2 separate regions of the Mus musculus genome follow, and region 1 is linked to region 2. A link is a contact called in public Hi-C data. All regions are on one chromosome and are shown on one strand. The core of a region is the stretch at or near the end of the contact, and the rest is flanking DNA. Distances in the headings are between cores, read along the strand shown.

What was found. A called contact is a pair of places that touch in the nucleus more often than the background predicts.
Region 1: a contact with region 2 is called in a Hi-C map of CD8 T cells, with 8 times the contacts expected there. The contact joins the promoter of Dhx36 here to the promoter of 4930593A02Rik in region 2. A contact is called at or near these places in 2 of 484 Hi-C or Micro-C datasets (CD4 T cells and CD8 T cells).

Annotation. Positions count from the first base shown.
Region 1 is chr3:62,505,021-62,509,017 of GRCm38.p6, forward strand. Dhx36 (DEAH (Asp-Glu-Ala-His) box polypeptide 36) reads right to left here and starts at 1,968. Exons shown (of 25, transcript NM_028136.2): 1 at 1,698-1,968. The coding sequence starts at 1,919.
Region 2 is chr3:58,690,486-58,694,505 of GRCm38.p6, forward strand. 4930593A02Rik (RIKEN cDNA 4930593A02 gene) reads left to right here and starts at 2,104. Exons shown (of 9, transcript NR_045167.1): 1 at 2,104-2,136. It overlaps Siah2 (siah E3 ubiquitin protein ligase 2), which reads right to left and starts at 1,903. Exons shown (of 2, transcript NM_009174.3): 1 at 911-1,903. The coding sequence starts at 1,330.

The DNA.
Region 1 (3,997 bases), core at 718-3,217, 3.8 Mb after region 2:
TCATCTCTATAAATTAGGTACTATAATAGTAAGTTTGCCATACACATATATGGAAAGAACTATGAGGACCCACTGGAGTATTTTCATCTGCAAGCATGAGGCTTGTTTGAATGTAAAAGCGATGGAAATTCTAGGATAAAAATCTTATCAAGCCAAAAGTGCTGAAAAGAATTATACCAATTGAAAACCATGTTTAGAGATAATTCAAAGACTCGTTTTAGAGAGGAAAATGGTAAAAAAAAAAAAAAAAAAGTAATAAGGAGCAGAAATCATAAATGATTACATCAGCCTCAGAGCTTGAGCTGGGAAAAATCAACCCAAGGAGGGTTACAGGTTACAGCCAGATCACATGGTTCCCAGGCAACACCAATGAGAGGCAGAAGCTGCATGGCTTCAATAAACAAGTTGGGAAGTAAAGAATAAAATGATCTAAAGACCACTTAAGGAATCACGTTTTAAGAGACCACAATGGGACTGGGGTGGGCGGCTATAATTCAAATAACAAGTTAAGAGGTCTGACCCATACTTGCTGCAGAGATAAGCAAGAAAGCAGAGCAAACAGATTTCCCAAAATGAAAAGAGAAAAATCAATGCTCACTTCCACATGGCAGGTGAATAAACAACACTGGCATTTGCTAAAGTGGAAGTTTGGGGATGGGACTGGGATCAAGGGGTCAACTAATAAAAAAAGCCTAGCCCTGAGGTGTGCACATATGAAATCCCAGCACTGGGAATGAAAAGAGGACTAGGAGTACAAGGTCAGCCTGCACTATGTAGCATCAATATCCAGGGCACAAGTTACGTGTGTCCTGTGTATATCTGGAAAGATCCGCTTATTGAACTTATTTGTTTAGGTATTTCTTTCCCCCTATTAGAATGCAAAGGTCTTTAGCATTCAAAAAAGCATGTATGAAACAGTGTCCAAACACTTAAAGATTCTGCGCAATGATGGAGTTACTTAGACCAGGTCACTCAAAAACCATTATGTTTGCTGGGTTGGTGGTGCACACCTCTAATCTCGGAGGTAGGTGGATCTCTGTGTGTTCAGGGCCAACCTGATTTACAGAGCAGGTTCAGAACAGCCAAGGCTACACAAACCCTGTCTCAGGTAAAACAAAACAAAACAAAACAAAACAAAACAAAACAGACAACAAAAACACGATGCTTCCTATACTACAGGTCTTCAAGATACAAACCAAACTGACAATTTCCTGATGAAATTAGCCAAATACTTCTCTACAGCGTCTTCCTTTCAATAAGTCTTAAAAGAGGCGCTGCTAGTCAACAGAAAATTCAGAACAGAAAGGGAGAAAAAAAAAAAAAAAAAGACCAGCATATGACTCACTTTAATGCTAATACTATTACCTAAACTACTTTTTTCTCCAAGATCTACACACTTAAGACAGTGTTTTAATGCTTTTGTTGGCTGCTTCGGGGAAAAAACTTAAAGGTGACAGCAAGCATTCTAAATGATTGCATCCCCTAATAAGAGTCGGCTTGGCTAGAGTCTGAATTTAGCATTCACCCTCAGTTCAGTTCTCAAGTCCGTAAACAGAGCATGCATCGGCTGCAGCAGTGATGGCTTGGGATGGAGGCGCAACCCATCGGGTGACCCGTTACCCGGGGCTCGACAGAGGTTGCATCGAGCTCGAGCAAACGCCAGGGAGAGCAAACGCGTCCTGACGAGACCTCCATACCTCCTGCCTCTCAGCCTCCTTGTTCTTCTGCGTCTGCTTCTTGGCGTACCACAGGCCGATCTCGCGACCCTTAAGGTGTGCGGGATGCCGGCCCCGGCCGCCGCGGCCCCCTCCGCCGCCGCCCGAGCCCCGGCTCCCTCCGCCGCCGCCGCCGCTGGAGCCCTGGCCGGAGCCCCGTGGGCCCCCATCGCGGCTCCAGCTCTGATGATAGTCGTAGCTCATTGTCGGAGCCGACTAGCAGCTCTGCCAAAACTCAACCGCTGAAAATGGCGTCCGGGCCCGGAAGCGGGCGCACATTCCCCTCTGCTTTGCTTCCGGCGCCCAGCGCGAGAGGGCGGGACGTTGAGTGTCACAAGCAGACATTTCCGGTGACGTCACGGACGGCGCCAGCGGTGTGAGCCGCGGTTCGTGTTCTGGCCAGAAACTTAGCTCCTGGGTGGGCGTCCTTCGGATGGCGGGGAATTTAAACTAGCCTGAGAAAATGTGGAAATTTGAGTGAATTTTAATTACTTTGTTAAACCTAGAACTTATTTGCAAAGCCATGCAAATACATACCCAACAAAACCATCGACCATTGTGTACTCTGTCCTCAAAGACCAAAGAAGTTCTTATTTCTTAGAAAACGCCTGGCACCTCTTTCAGTCAAATATACGCACCCAAATACCTTCTTTAAAGACTCTCTAATACTAGGCTTGGAGAGACGGCTCAGCCGTTAAGAGCACTGACTGCTCCTCCTAGAAGTCATGAGTTCAATTCCTAGCAACCACATGGTTGCTCACAACCATCCATAATCAAATCCCATACCCTCTTTTGGTGTGTCTGAAAACAGCTATAGTAAACTCATATACATAAAATAAATAAATCTTAAAAAAAAAAAAAAACTTTAATCCTGGAACTTGGGTGTCAGCTCAATTGATAAGAGTGCTTGCCTGGCATGGTTTTAATCCCAAACAGTATAAACGGTGTTGTGGTGCAGGTATGCAATCTCAGCAAACAGCAGATGGAAGATGATAAATCAGAATTTGACCCTTAGCTGTATAATGAGTTTGAGGCTGTCATAGGTTACTTGTATCTAATCTGGCAGTTCCTCAGAAAATTAGAAATAGTTCTACCTGAAGACCCAACTATACCACTCTTGTGAATATATGAGAAGATGTCCTACCATACCACAAGGACATGTGCTCCACTATGTTCATAACAGCCTTATATGTAATTGCCAGAAGCTGGAAACAACCAAAGAATGGATACAGAAAATGTGGTTCATTTACTCAGTGGAATACTATTCAGCTATTAAAAATGAGGACATCATGAATTTTGCATGCAAATGAATGGAACAAGAAAATATCCTGATCATCGAAGTAATCCAGACCCAAATGGACATGCATGGTACGTACTCAATGATAAGTGGATATTAACTAAAAAAGTACAGAATACCTAGGATACAATCCACAGTACTTAAAGTTTAACAAGCAGAAAGGCTCAAATGAGGATGCTTCAATCCCACTTAGAAGGGGGAAGAAAATAATCATGGGGGCAGAGGGATGGAGGTAGCCGAATGGAAGGGGGAGGGGAAAATGAAACAGGATAAAGTATTGGGTGGGTGAGCAGGAGAGAAGCCCAGAGGGCCAGGAGAATGAATGGAAATAAGCAGCCAAGGGGATGGGAGGGGCGCGGGGGTCTCTAGAAAGTACTAAAGTACTAGAGACCGGGGAGGTGAGAGACTCTCAGGACTCAATGTGGGTGACCTTAGCCAAAATGCCCAAAAGTGAGGAGAGGGAACTTAAAGAGACTACTACCTCCAGTAGATAGACAGGGTCTCAAGAAGAGGGACTGGGTTACTAACCCACAGTTAAATTTTCTGACCCAGATTTGTTCCTGCCTAAAGGAACTGCAGGGACAAAAATGGATAAGAGACAAAAGGAAAGTCAGTCCAATGACCGTCCCAACTTGGGCTCCAAGCAACAAGGCCTGACACTATTTCTGATCTATGATGTGCTTACAGACAGGAGCCTGGCATGATTATCTTCTGAGAGGCCTTACCAGCAGTGAACTGAGACAAACACAGATACTTACACCTAACATTGAACTGAAGTTGAGGACCCTTGTGGTTGAATTAGAAGAAGGACTGAAGAAGATGAAGACAGGATGGCCCCATAGGAAGAACAGCAGTCTCAACTAACCTGGACCCAGGGAGCTCCCAGAGACTGAGCCACCAACCAGGAGCATACATGGGCCAAGCACAGGCCCCTGGCACAGATATAGCAGAGGTCTGCCTGGTTTGGCTTCAGTGAGAGTTGTGC
Region 2 (4,020 bases), core at 854-3,353:
AGAGCTCGGACTTTGACTTGTGGTTTGCCCACCCCACCCCACCCCCCAGCACAGGCAACTAAATAAAATGCTGTCACTGGAGAGAGAACTAATAACGCTCTTAAGTGTCTGCGTTGAGTCCTTGTGGACTCGAGTTCATCGCAGTTAGTCAAACAAACAAACCAAAACAAAAACCAAACAGCAGCTACAACTTCTGAGTCCTCCGCAAGTCTGGGAAGCTGAGAGAAGGCGTGGCTTGCTGGGTTTTCTGGGCTCCCGTGCTAAGCAGGCAGTATCCGCTTCCCCTTACAAAGCGCTCTCTCAAGTGCTCCAGATCTTGGGCACTGGGTCCAGGAGGAATCCAGGACCGTTCTCGCCAAGCTCAGCGCTGGAAACCGTCCGCTTCCTTCCTCCACAATCTCCACTGCCAGCTTCCCTGTTCACATTAAGCTGCCCAGGCTTTATAGAGCACACCCCTGCGGTGGACGCGGCGGCACTTGGCTGGGAGAGCTGGGATGCTTCTAAACCGTCATCAAGTGCCAACTTATCTACAGTCAGTGCTCCGGCAAACGTCAACCCTAGTTGCTAGTTCCCAAAATGGACAGGTTGGCCTGGAAACAATAGACAAGGTACACACACGTACACACCGGAGACAGAGAGAGTGCGCCAGAGAGAGAGAGAGAGAGAGAGAGAGAGAGAGAGAGAGAGAGAGAGAGAGAGAGAGAGAGAGAGAGAGAGAGAGGGAGGAGAGAGAGAGAGACAGACAGAGAGAGAGAGAGAGAGAGAGAGAGAGAGAGAGGAGAGGAGAAAGACAGACAGACAGATGGAAACAGTGAAATGCCATTCGCCTCTTAGGGCCTTCAAGTGCGCTGGAGGGCACCGGAACTCTGGAAGGTTCCTTGGCAGATCTGCGGATGGTGGCTGGACTTACCTTACAGGGAAACAGAACTGCCGAGGCGACCTTCTCCATAGCCAGGTTCCTGATGCTGGGCGTTAGGGCGCCCCTGCACGTCGGGCAGCAGCTTAACTTCTGGCGGCATTGGTTACACACCAGGTGCCCGGCCTGGCACTGCAGAATGGGGGGCAGGACATAGTCAAAGCAGACCGGGCACTCGAAGAGCGAGGTCAGCTCGTGGTGCTGCGGGGACACCGGGTCGGCCCCGCCGCCGGCTCCGGGGCCTGAGATCACCGCTGCCGCGGCGGGCACCGCGGACGAGCCGGGGCCCGCTGCCGAGATGGTGGCGGCGGCCGGGGGCGCAGCCGGGGACGGGGCGTGCGGGGTCTGAGGCGGCGGCGGCTGCTTGCTGCAGGGTTTGTTAGCGCTGGGGCCGGTGGAGGACGGGCGGCTCATCGCGCTCCGAGCCCACCATGGACCTGCGGGCGTCTGCCTGCCGCGGGGCCGCCCGGGTTAAGGCGGTGCGCGCCCCGCGGGTGGCGGGCTCCGGGGCAACGCCACGGCGCCCAGCCCGGGGGACCCAGCGCGGACCCGACCGGCACCGGGAGGGCGGGGACCGGACCGCGCCGATCCTCTCGGCGGCACCCGGATGGTCGTCGCTCTCGGGGCTCGCGGCCGTGCGGTGCCCTCCTCCGGCGGCGTTCTGGTGCGCAGAGCCCTGGCCCACTCGCTTCAGGAGCGGCAGCTGACGCAAGCCCCGGGGGCGCGCGCGGACGTGACGCTAAGACACGTGTGCGGCCGACCCGGCACTCAGGGACTGGCAGAGCCACCCTGCGGCCCGCGCAGCTCCGCCCGACCCAGCTGGCAGCGCCCGAGCGGTTTCCTCGCTGGGAGCCCTTGAATGAGTCGATCGCCGCCGCGTGGGGTCGCTTCTCTGCGACAGTGGAAGCCGGCAGCCCAGGGAAAGGACGTAGCCCGAGTCTCCCGACCCTTCCCAGGGGACCTACGCCGACCCGCACCGACTCCAGCTAGAAGGGCAACTGCTGGCCCGGCGTGGGCGTGGAGGGCGCGCGAGTGCGCCGGGGGCGGGGCGGGGCTGGGCGGGGCGGGGGGCGGGGCTCGGAATCCCACGTTTCTTTTAGCCATTGACGCGCTGGAGCAGCTGGCGATCAGGCTACTCGGCCGGTAGCTTGACACGCGGGGGCGGGACCCGGAGTCGGGCGGGAGCCGCGCGAAGGCCTCGGGTGTGGCCCGGCAGTTAGGTACGAGGGTGGGCTCTTCAGTGGTTGGGACCTTAACGCTAGGTTTTCCTTCGAAAGCCCACTGGCGAAAGCTTCTTGGAATTGGCCGCCTCTGATTGAGAGAACCTGAACCTCTTTGACAACTCTGACTCGATGGAGAATTAAAACCTCCAAGGAATACCATACACGTGGGTTGGGTTTGTGAGGCCCCAAATGACAGGAGACCCTCTGGTGCCTGAGTCCTTAACGTCTAGTCCTGGTCCAAACCTTAGGCTTTTAGCTTACTTACCTGGGGCTTTGGGAAGAAGGAAATGGGTGAGGTCAACCTACCCCTTACCAACCCTCAGCTTGACAGGATTGGTGCTGGATTCTTCCTGAGTTGTCTTTGTACACCCGACATATGGAAAGTCTCTAAGATCCCCATCTTAGAGGTGTAAAAGGCACCCACGGGAGCTGGAGGGACGCCTCAACATACTACTCTTAGAGGACCAGACTTTGGTCCCCAGCACCCACAACTGCCTGTAACCCCAGCTCCAGGGGATCTGATACCATTTGGTACCAGTACACATTATATACACACATGCCCATAAATAAAAATAAACCTTAAGTGTGGTGGGGGTGGGACAGGGGACATCTACAGCCTACCTTCCGGTCTAGCAATAAGAGAACTCTCCGAGGGTTCCCCTAGTCTCAGTAAAACTTATTTCCAGGTACTCTTCACCATTCAGAACCCCAGAATTAGAGAGCGCCTGAGAGTTTGGAGTGAACCGTATAATGGACATACCCTGCACACAATTGCTATGGCAAGCGTTTTATGCCTGAACTGATGACACTGGAATTGGAAAAAGCTAGTATTGATACTCTTTGTAGGAAAACAGAGATTAGTCAGGATAGGGTAAAATAGTGCCCTGTGACTTCGAGCGAAATTCTTTTTAATATCCTGACTTAGTTTGTGACTGTCTTGTGTGCACACGTGGAGGTCAGAGGACAGGTTTGTGGGAGTCGACTTTCTCAAGTTGGCAGGCTTGATGCAGGCACCACTACCCTCCTGAGCCACCTTCCTGGCTCCAGTCTCCTACTCTGTAAAAGTGAATTTAAACAATTTGAGTTTCTCTGTGCCATTCTTGTAGAACCTCATCCATCATAGCCACCTTGTAAATGATAGCCGTAGTTTAAAAATAACAGTGAATATTTATTATTAGAGTCAATGAATAGAATCTGCTCAAAGAAAAAAAAACAAAGTTAAATTTTGTAATCTAGAAAGACTTCATGAGTAACTGGGTTATCTAAAGTTGTAGAGAAAAACTTAGTGATACATGCCACCTAATCACCCTGCAAATATTCCCTTTGTGTATGCCAGCCACTGTCCTGAGAAGAGTTCTTACTCATTTAAATTCTAGGACAGAAGCAGGAGTGGTAAACCGCTCAGGCAGGGCAAAGGATCTCCGAGGTTTGGGAAATGTCCAGACTGCAGGCCTATAAACTCAGCTCCTTAGGGGTGCTGAGTGAGAAGGATGCTAAACTCAAAGGCTACCTGAGTTACAAAGTGACTTCAAGGCCGGCATGAACAACTTAGTGATACTGTCTACAGTTGAAAAGAAAGGCTAGGGGTGTAGCTTAGTGGCATGGTGTTTGTCTGGCTTATGCAAGGTCTTAGGTTCAATTCCTAGTAATTCGAAAAGGGAAAAGAATACAGTGGGGGTTTGGGGGGTGGAAAGACTGTGAAAAGTGGATGCACACAGAGGATGTATTACAGATGGACTGGCACTTGGTGTGTGTAGTGGGAGTGTTACATACACTAGCTATGTATGAAACTAGTATATGGACAGCTAACAAAGGAATAAGGCATCTGCCTCCGATTCACCTTGGGTTTTGTTTTTGTTTTTTCAAGACAGGGTTTCTCTG